Linked DNA regions of Mus musculus: regions 2 and 3 are each linked to region 1. The links are chromatin contacts, called in public Hi-C and promoter capture Hi-C maps. All regions are on one chromosome and are shown on one strand. Each heading gives the region's core, a stretch centred on a gene start, on an enhancer-like site or on the middle of the called end of the contact. The rest is flanking DNA. Distances are from core to core; before and after follow the strand shown. Region 1 overlaps Rab30 (RAB30, member RAS oncogene family). Region 2 holds the start of Pcf11 (PCF11 cleavage and polyadenylation factor subunit). Region 3 has its middle 35 kb from the start of Pcf11.

The links. A called contact is a pair of places that touch in the nucleus more often than the background predicts. Capture Hi-C pulls out chosen DNA fragments and counts their contacts.
Region 2: a Hi-C map of rod photoreceptor shows a contact between it and region 1, with 2.6 times the contacts expected there. The contact joins the promoter of Pcf11 here to the enhancer-like site in region 1. A contact is called at or near these places in 4 of 39 promoter capture datasets (cranial neural crest, embryonic stem cells, liver and 1 more), 3 of 484 Hi-C or Micro-C datasets (palatal mesenchyme, rod photoreceptor and uterus), 3 of 115 datasets of contacts at active chromatin or transcription factors (embryonic stem cells, extraembryonic endoderm stem cells and heart atrium) and 3 of 9 other capture datasets (adipose tissue, liver and pancreatic islet).
Region 3: a promoter capture Hi-C map of adipose tissue shows a contact between it and region 1. The contact joins two enhancer-like sites. A contact is called at or near these places in 7 of 39 promoter capture datasets (cranial neural crest, embryonic stem cells, frontonasal cranial neural crest and 4 more), 1 of 15 datasets of contacts at CTCF or cohesin (the NIH/3T3 cell line) and 2 of 9 other capture datasets (adipose tissue and liver).

Annotation. Positions count from the first base shown.
Region 1 is chr7:92,776,121-92,778,932 of GRCm38.p6, forward strand. The region is part of intron 1 of Rab30 (RAB30, member RAS oncogene family); the gene reads left to right. Among named protein-coding and RNA genes, the nearest start is that of Rab30, 36 kb to the left of the region's middle. Within about 2 kb of position 1,446, at least 151 of the 459 cell types and tissues checked have an H3K27ac peak or open chromatin away from gene starts, as enhancers often do. A contact at or near this core is called in adipose tissue, heart atrium, palatal mesenchyme and 2 more, where this site is marked.
Region 2 is chr7:92,668,437-92,671,248 of GRCm38.p6, forward strand. It overlaps Pcf11 (PCF11 cleavage and polyadenylation factor subunit), which reads right to left and starts at 1,476. Exons shown (of 16, transcript NM_029078.3): 1 at 993-1,476. The coding sequence starts at 1,184.
Region 3 is chr7:92,703,296-92,706,107 of GRCm38.p6, forward strand. No RefSeq gene overlaps it. Among named protein-coding and RNA genes, the nearest start is that of Pcf11, 35 kb to the left of the region's middle. Within about 2 kb of position 1,461, at least 21 of the 459 cell types and tissues checked have an H3K27ac peak or open chromatin away from gene starts, as enhancers often do. A contact at or near this core is called in adipose tissue, where this site is marked.

The sequences.
Region 1 (2,812 bases), core at 196-2,695:
GATCAGACTTCCCAGGGCCAGTGGTTCTGACTCTGCAGGGTACCAGGAGGGACTGAAGGTAAGCTTAGAATGTACTGGGAAGGACCAAGCTCTGTGAGACTTGCTTGCTTGGCCTGATGGCCTAAGCTATTTCCTTGTGTAGGCAGGCTGCAGGAGCTTTAAGGTGGAAATTCAATAGCCTAGAGTTAAAATCCTGGTGCTGGTTAACATCAAAGCCATAGTTTGTTCATAGTAAATTGGGGGTAAAAGTGACTCCTATCCTATCTAATTGTTCTGCCGATTACATGATAGAATGTCATTGAATAGCTTAGCTTAGTGCCAGGCACATAACCAGTGTACAGCTAGTGAACATTCTCTTCTCGCTCCCTCTTCTTCTTATTAGGGAGGTAGTCCAAGGTGTTTAGCTTGATTCTTTTCCACCTCAGTGCTGAGGATTCAACCCAGGGCCTCACAGGCGCTAAGAGCTTTTGTTTTGTTTTAAGACAGGGGTGGGGTGTGGGGGGCATAGGGAGGCTCACTCTGTGACTCTGTCTGGTATAGAAGCAGGCTCACAGCAGTCTTCCTTCCCCAGCTTTCCAATGTGGAGACTACAGATGTGAGCCAACATTCAGGCTTTAGTTTGTGGTCATTCTCTCTGTCTCCTGGGACTCATGTTGTATAGGCTGGCCTCAAATTCACCTTGAACCACTGCTTTCTTGCCTCTCCCCAAGTGCTAGGATTACAGGCATTTGTCACCGTGCCTGGGTTATGTGGTGTTAAGGATCCAGCCCAGGGTTTCCTGCAACCATGGTAAGTAGTCCACCAGCAGGCTGCATCCCCATCCCAAGCCCTGGAGTTTGTGTTTGCGATGTGCTATACTGAGCTAAAGTTTGGTCTTGGTACCCTGAAGAAGTTAACCCGCCTCTCTGCGTTGGTATTCTTTTCCATCACACCAAGTTCACAGTTGCCATCTGCATAGAGATGGGGGCAAGCTTGAGATCAGCATCACTGCGGCGGCAAGTGTTTCGGATGCATACTGCCTTTCCCTCTGCTTTGAGTTTGTGAAATCTGGTCCCTTCCCTTTAAGCTTGTTAAGATTCTCCACTAGCTTTGTATGCAGCTGTGGGCAGGCAGGCAGCTTTGGCAGAAGGAAAGAGGAGCCTTTAAAGAGAAGAAAGACGACTGTTTCATAATCTGTTGGCACAGATCTGCTGCAGCCACACCCCGTGCTCCGCAGGGTCCCAGGTCCTGTTGCAGTCAGCATGCGCCTTGCTTTAACCTAAATAATCTCAGAAAGCAGTTGCTGTGAAAGGCGGCACTGAATGCAGAGAGGGTTTTTTTTCCCCCTCTGCACTCTGGGAGGAAGCTGGCTCAGGGATTTTTAGCTGCAGAAGGAGGGGCATTCGGGCTTGGACTGCAGTCCTGCCTCGCAGCCAGGGGTTTTCTGGTTTTCATTAAAATTCTTGGGCTGTCTTTGGAGATTGCTCCATTGGATATGACTGTGCTGTAGCTGTGCGTGCCGCTCTCTCAGCTTCACCCCCATCAAATACCAGTGACCCCGAGGAGGAGGAGGAGGAGGAGAGAATAAAAGGTGGGAGACAGCCTGGCAGAGGGGTCTGCGGAGGGGGACCCCTAAACTGTAAAGTTTGAGTTTGCTGAGTCCCAGATACATACAAGACAGCAGCCACGGCCAAGCTGGGGATGGGTGGGTTGCAGCTAGCTCTTGAGGGCAAACGGAGATCTCCGTTAATGTTAATGAATCAGTTCTACCTGATACTTCTTTGAAGGTGTTAATACCTTTGTGTGCCCAAGAGGGTCTGGGTCAGGGTTTGGGCCAGTTCTCTGAGGGTGCCAGACTTTTTAAAATGTTAGTTTCTGGGTGCTGAAGTTATCTCGCTTGGGAGGGAACCCCACACCTGGAAAGCTGGGTGACCTGTGATTCTGTGGTTAACTTGCTCCGGGACCTTGTACCAGTTAGGGTTCCAGCCTGGACTTGCTAGTGTGCTTCTGAGGATTAAAGGAGACAAATTATGTAAAGCTCTTGGCAAATCCTATATTCTCAACCACCACAGACGTTATTATAAATCGGGCTAGATTTGACCTGTCACTTCGGCTTGCCAAGCCGTATCCCAGTTCTGTCATCTGAAGCCCCCCTCCCAGCTTTATGCCACTTATGAATTTGAGGCAAATGAATTCCCTGGGGCAAGATGGAAGTCTTCTTACTGGAAAAACATATGAAGCCATATTATTGGGTTTCCCAGGAAGAAGTTTAAGATGTCAGATAGTTCATCACTAGGTAACTTGGTGGAAGGAAAGGGTTTTTCTTTAATCATTCTTGATGGATAGATTTTGAGAAAGCCATTTTAATTGATCTTGGGAATAAATATCCTCCAATGATACCCTCAAAAGAGCATCCCTGACGGGGGCTCATCCGCCTTCCCGTAAACTGCAGTTCTAGGCATTCTCATTGTACCTTTATCTGTAAACCCTGCGTTTTAGTTTCGGTGGATGGTTCACAAGAAAATCAAGGTAACCTGAAACAAAACACAAGACTAAGGAGCGCTTTTAAGCTCGAAGATTAAAATGAAAATGAAGTATCTGTCGTTCAGTTAATTAGATGGAAATCATTGATTCCCTAGAAACAGCGTTTACGGTGACTCTCCTGACTTTGTGGTTATCATTCCCTTCCTTTTCTTGGGTTTAACCAGACCTGGTTGTATTATTTAAAATATGCTGCGTTTTCTTCTTCTGTTTTGTTTGTTTGTTTGTTTGTTTGTTTGAACAGAAGCAAGCACAAACCTAAATGGGTGTAACCCTGGGTCAGTCCGGTTCT
Region 2 (2,812 bases), core at 226-2,725, 110 kb before region 1:
CGTATTAATTGGGAAACGGTTAAGACTCAATATAAACTAAGTTTAACAGTAACTTTACTTAAATAACATATCGCTCCCACATGAATCCACAGAAGAGCAAGACCAGAGGGAAAACAGAAGGTAGCAAAGGACCACTTCGCTCAAGGGGTGAAGAAAAGCAAGCCTTCACTATCAGGGAAGGGAGAAAACGAGAATAGGAAAAGGAGGGACTGAATTTTTCAAAGAAACTTCCAAGTATTTGTTACCCACTGGGCCAATTCTCCACCTACAGGTTGGATAAGACCTCCCCCACACACCCAAACCCCATCCTCAGCCCAATTTTCCTACCATTGGGGCAAAATCAGACCCTCCGAGAGGAGAATAAAAGTTTGATCCAACAGCCCCCACCCCAAAATGGGGCTGACGGGTGAGAGCAGCTGCCTGGCTGGCAGGGAATGGGTTCTCTCCTCTCTTCCCTTTCGCATCATGTGCTTTGCAGGCGCCATGTTGAGCTAACAGGCCGCTGCTCCACTCGGGGCCAATTCCCTATACCCAACCCACCGACAGCTCGCTCCCAGGTCCCCCTTCACCTCCTTCCAACCCACAGAGCACAATTCCCCAAAAAGGACACTGAGGGAAAGCCCCTCCCCACCTTCCCAAGGGCTTAAGATGGTTTGTTTTTTAACTCTTTCGCTCCCCAAACACCAACTGCCTCTAAGTATTTCCCCCATCCGAAAGGCTGTCCCCGATGCGTGGAGCGTGGGGACGTAGTCAGAGGTGGCCTAAATAGGGAGTTGGTAAGCGGAAATGGGGCTCCACCCTGCATCCTCCCCGCTCCCTCCCGAAAGAGGCCCACGCTCCCAGCCGGGGCCAAAGACCAAGCCCGAGTCGGGGGTGGGGGGTTGGAGAGGAGGAACTCCGTCCCCCTTCGGATGGAAGCGAGACCTGGGATGAGGCTGACACTAAAATCAAGGAGTATTAGAAGAATAGGAGGCTGCGGGGTGTATAAAAACCTTGGCGGTTTGGGCCTCGATGAGAGAGACGATCTCCTTGGCGAAGGGCAGGTTCTCCTCGGCTAGAATGGTCAGCATATTGATGTGCGGTTTGCTATTGAAGGTCAGGTCTTCCAGCGACGACTGATAATCCCGACAGGCGTCCTCCCGGGCCCCCGCAGCCCCGGCCTCCGCCGGCGTCTGCTCTGACATTGCGCCGCGGCCCCCCTCCGAGGTCCGCCGCCGCCGAAGCTGAAGCCGCTCGACACCCCGCCTCCCTTCCGACGCCTCGGCCTCGCTCCCCGGGTCTCCGGCGGCTGCGGCTTCACCACATGCTGACCACGGAGGGGGGATGGGGGACGACCCAGGGGGAACCTCGGGGAAGAAACGCCGCAGCCTCACGGGGAATCTCCGTCCGCTTCCAGCCGCCGCCGGGGCTTCTTTCTCCACAGACACAAAATGGCGGCGGCAGTGGCGGCTCCAGCTCCGAAAATGTCTGTGTTCCCAACCGCTGCGTCGTGCGAAATGAACTAGGGGAGGGGAAATGTGCGGTAAGGGGCGGGGCCGTTGGAAACACCAGGCGGGATTGGCTGGCCCGCGCGTGTCACAGGCCCCGCCCCCGGCCCTTCCGCAATACGTCCAAGCACCGCCTTCTTCCTCGGTCGAGTCTCGGCTTTCGCAACACCTCCGGCTCGGAGACGCGGTGCAAAGGACGGTCGGCTCTCATTGGCCAATTCGTAAGGGACTGTTCGGTCATTTGTTACCATAACAACCCATCCAGGGAAGCCAGTAGAGGACGGAGGCTCCAGAGGACCGGCCCAACCAGTTTATGAAAGCTGCACCAGGCCCCTTCCTATGCACTCCTCCAACCACTGGGCGACTCCATCAACCATCCTCCTCCCGCTTGCCTCCTGGGTGCGGGCGGGGGTTGGCATGAGCTGGAAGAGCGAAAGCCTCCAGTCAAGGCCAGTCGCCCCGTCTCAGGTGCTCCCGGGAGCCTGGGCGGGGCTCGCTGAGCCAGCTGTCCCTCAGGCATTAAGGCGGAGACGCCTGCCCTACCCGGAATCCAGACTGGAGTAACTCCTGCTAACTGCCACACTCATAAAAGCACCTAGACAGGCTTGCAGGAGTTGAGTCCCCAGGAAAATGCTTTTATTAGGAGGTGCTATGTGAGAAAAGCTTTCCCAGAGGAGCTGGAGATCTTTTGAAGAAGTCACATTTCTGGAAGGGTATTCACAATAACCTAATAGCACTCACCTCTTCAATCTGCTACATTTCCAAATGGCCTTAGAATAAATACAATATCTGAGCCATACTTGATGGCTCAGGCCTTGAACCTCAGCCCTCAGGAGGCAGAGGAAGGTGGATCTCTTGGAGTCGAGACCTGTCAAGTCTAAATGTCAAGTTCCAGTCCAGCCAGGGCTACTTAACGAGTCCCTATCTCAAAAAAACATAACACTTAATCCCAGCACTAAAGAGACAGAACGGAGATCACTGATTTCAAGGACAGCCTGATCTACAGAGTGAGTTCCAGGACAGCCAAGGCTACGTACAGAGACCTTGTTTAAAAAAAAAAAAATACATCTGAGATATATGGAAAAATACCTTAGATTTCTATAATCTGGTTTTTAAGATACACAAAACAAATAGTTTGTCAGAGCCTTAGTGAACTATGAAGCACAGTGGAGGGATAGTTCGCACACACACATACACACACAAACTGATGACACGTCCACTCCATGCTATGGTTAAAGGGAAGGCTTTTATTGTAGATATAAAGAAAGAACTGCCATGGCATCTGGAGAATCCAGAGCAGAGAAAAAGATAAACCGAACACGACC
Region 3 (2,812 bases), core at 211-2,710, 73 kb before region 1:
TTTCCTTGTCTATGAAGTGATAGCAACAGTAGCAGCTGCCTTGTGATGTTGGGGTTCAGGAAGTCGCCGCTCAAACCATACATACACCATCTTAGTTAAGCAAGAACATTTTATCAAATGCACACCATAATACTGGATGTCCCGGTCCACAAGAAGGAAAAACCTAATCGCAGCACTAGGCTGCTCTCAGTGTAGACTTTTTATAGGAAAAGCCAGGCTCAAAAGTTTAAAGGGCAAGAAAGTCGGTAGTTAGCTCACTAGGTAAAGTATTATCAGCTACCCTTTAAGCTGATTGGTCCTGAGTAAGGTAAGGGTGGTGGTGGGTGGGTGGTGAACAGGGGAATTTTAGAACATTGAGATAAGAGAGCATGAGCATTATAATCATAACCATTTGGCTTATTAGTGGTGTTTTCTTTAGTGTCAGTCACAAAAACCACAGTGAGCTCACATGTTGGTGCAAGAAGGGCTGCCCTGTGGTCAGTGCTGACTCAAGTCATTTTAGACAGAACAGTTCATATTGACTTTTATTTGACAGGTCCTACGTAAAGCTTGGTGGAATTTCTTAAGATTAGTAAGCCTCATTCAGAATATTCAGAACAAAACAGGGGATGTGGTCAGCATGTCCTTGAGCCAAGTCATTTCTCTGTGTCAATGCTTGGCAGGCATGTTACAGCAAGGATATGGAATAGCTGGCAGGCATGGGACAAAATGGCTACATCTATTTGGTGAGGGTGGGGGTGTCAAATCATAACAGTGAGAATATAAAAAACAATACAGGTGAGCATTCTACAGGACAGACTGATTGGCAAATTGTCCAACCCCACAAGGAAAATAAGGGACAATTTGAACTTTAATCTTAGTTTGTCTGGGTTAAATCTGTATGCTTGACTACAGATCCATGGTGACTTCATAATGAACATATAAAAGTGTTTTGATACGTAGTTTAATAGCTGCTCCATTAAAAAAATATTTTAAAACATTCATGTAGCCAGGCATGGTAATGCAAGTTTTTAATCTCAGCACCTTGGAGGTTGAGGCAGGAAAAGGTATGAGGTTTGAGACCAGCCTAGTATACACAGCAAGTTTCAGGACAGCTAGGAGCACATTGACAGACCCTATCTCCAAACCCCAGAACAACAACAAAAAATTAAAACCAAGCCAGGCAGGTGGATCTCTGTAAGTTCGAGGCCAGCCTGGTCTACAAAGTGAGTGTAGGACAGCCAGGGCTTGTTACACAGAGAAACCCTGTCTCAAAAACCCAAAACCAACCAACCAAACACAAATGTATTTATTTTACACACACACACACACACACATGTAAGGATCATGCAGAAATTGATTCTTTTCTACCACATGGGCACCCAGAATTAAACCCAGGTCATCAGAATTGGTGGCAAGCAATCTTACCCATGGAGCCAGTTCTCTCTGGGCCTGCAGTTTTTGTCTTAAGACCATTTTGCAATACTATTAAGTAAACCCTTTCAAACATTAAAGCTTGACATTTTCTCTACTAAGCAACACTGGAATTTGACCTAACAGAAAATTGAAACTATTCCTTAGAGGCTTAAATTTCAACCCATTTTCACTGCATATTCCCTTTTGGTTTTCAATCATTTTTGTTTTTTACTTTTATGGTTAAAAATAGACATTGGTCACTTTTGGGAGCAACACTGATGAGGAAAAAAAAAATTACCAAAGGCAACCTTTGGCTGGAGTGAAACTCAGTAGTGTGGAGACTGGAGAGGGAATGAAGGCCCACTAACTACCTCTGTGATGGTGTGGACTAGGTTCCCAGAGCACCTACTGTGTTCCCAGAACTCTATTGATACTAGTGCTGATTATCAGATTTTTACCACAGCATTGCAAAATGGGGACATAGAGCCTTAAACAAGTTAAGTAAGTGCCACAAGGTCACATGACCAGCAGGGTTGGCACAACCTGGTTCCATGTGCAAGTTTGTGTGCTTTCAGCTCTGTTGCTTCCATGACATCTTTCCACTTTGCTCAGGTATGGCTGGGAAAGGGACGATTCTAAGCTGGCGAGCCAGGCTTTTAAATCCCAGTTGGTAAGACCGATCATTTTCCTTGTTCTTTTCAGCTAGGAGAGGCTGATTTCTTATGGAGACTTCAGGAAGTTCCTGTCTTCCTCCCTCCCTCCCTCCCTTTTGACTTCCTCCCTTCTTTTCTTTTTGAGGCTGTGTTTCTTGTGCTCCAGGATAGCAACAAACTTACTATGTACTGAGGGTGATCTTTGAGTTTTTGTTCCTCCTGCCTCCTCTTCCAGAATGCCTTGATCACAGGCTTCTCTCACCCTGCCTGGTTTGTAATGCAATACCAGGCATGGAAGCCAGCTCGTGTTTTGTGCATGTTAGGCAAACATTTTAACAATTGAGCTGTGTTTCAATCCTTGGTTAACTCTCTTTATCTTTTTGAGACAAGGTTTCATTTGTAGCTCTGGATTCCTGGAACTTGCTATGTAGACCAGACTAGCCTTGATCTTATTTGTGGCTACCTCCCAAGTGCTAGGATTAAAAGTGTGCCTAGCCATGGATTTTTTTTTATATTTTCAAGAAAAAAGCCACTTGTTGTGGTACACAACTGTAATCCTGACACTAGAGGCAGAGGCGGGAGGATCCTGAGATTAAAACTAGCCTGGGCTATATAGTGAGTTCCAGGTCAACCTGCACAAAATGCTGAGAAACTAAATATTGCTTTAAAGGCTATTTTTGGAAATGTCTCACTAGCTTCAAAAAATGCCTTTTGAAGTGCAGAGAATATGTAACTGTGGAGCACCCAGCTCTCACTGGATAGCT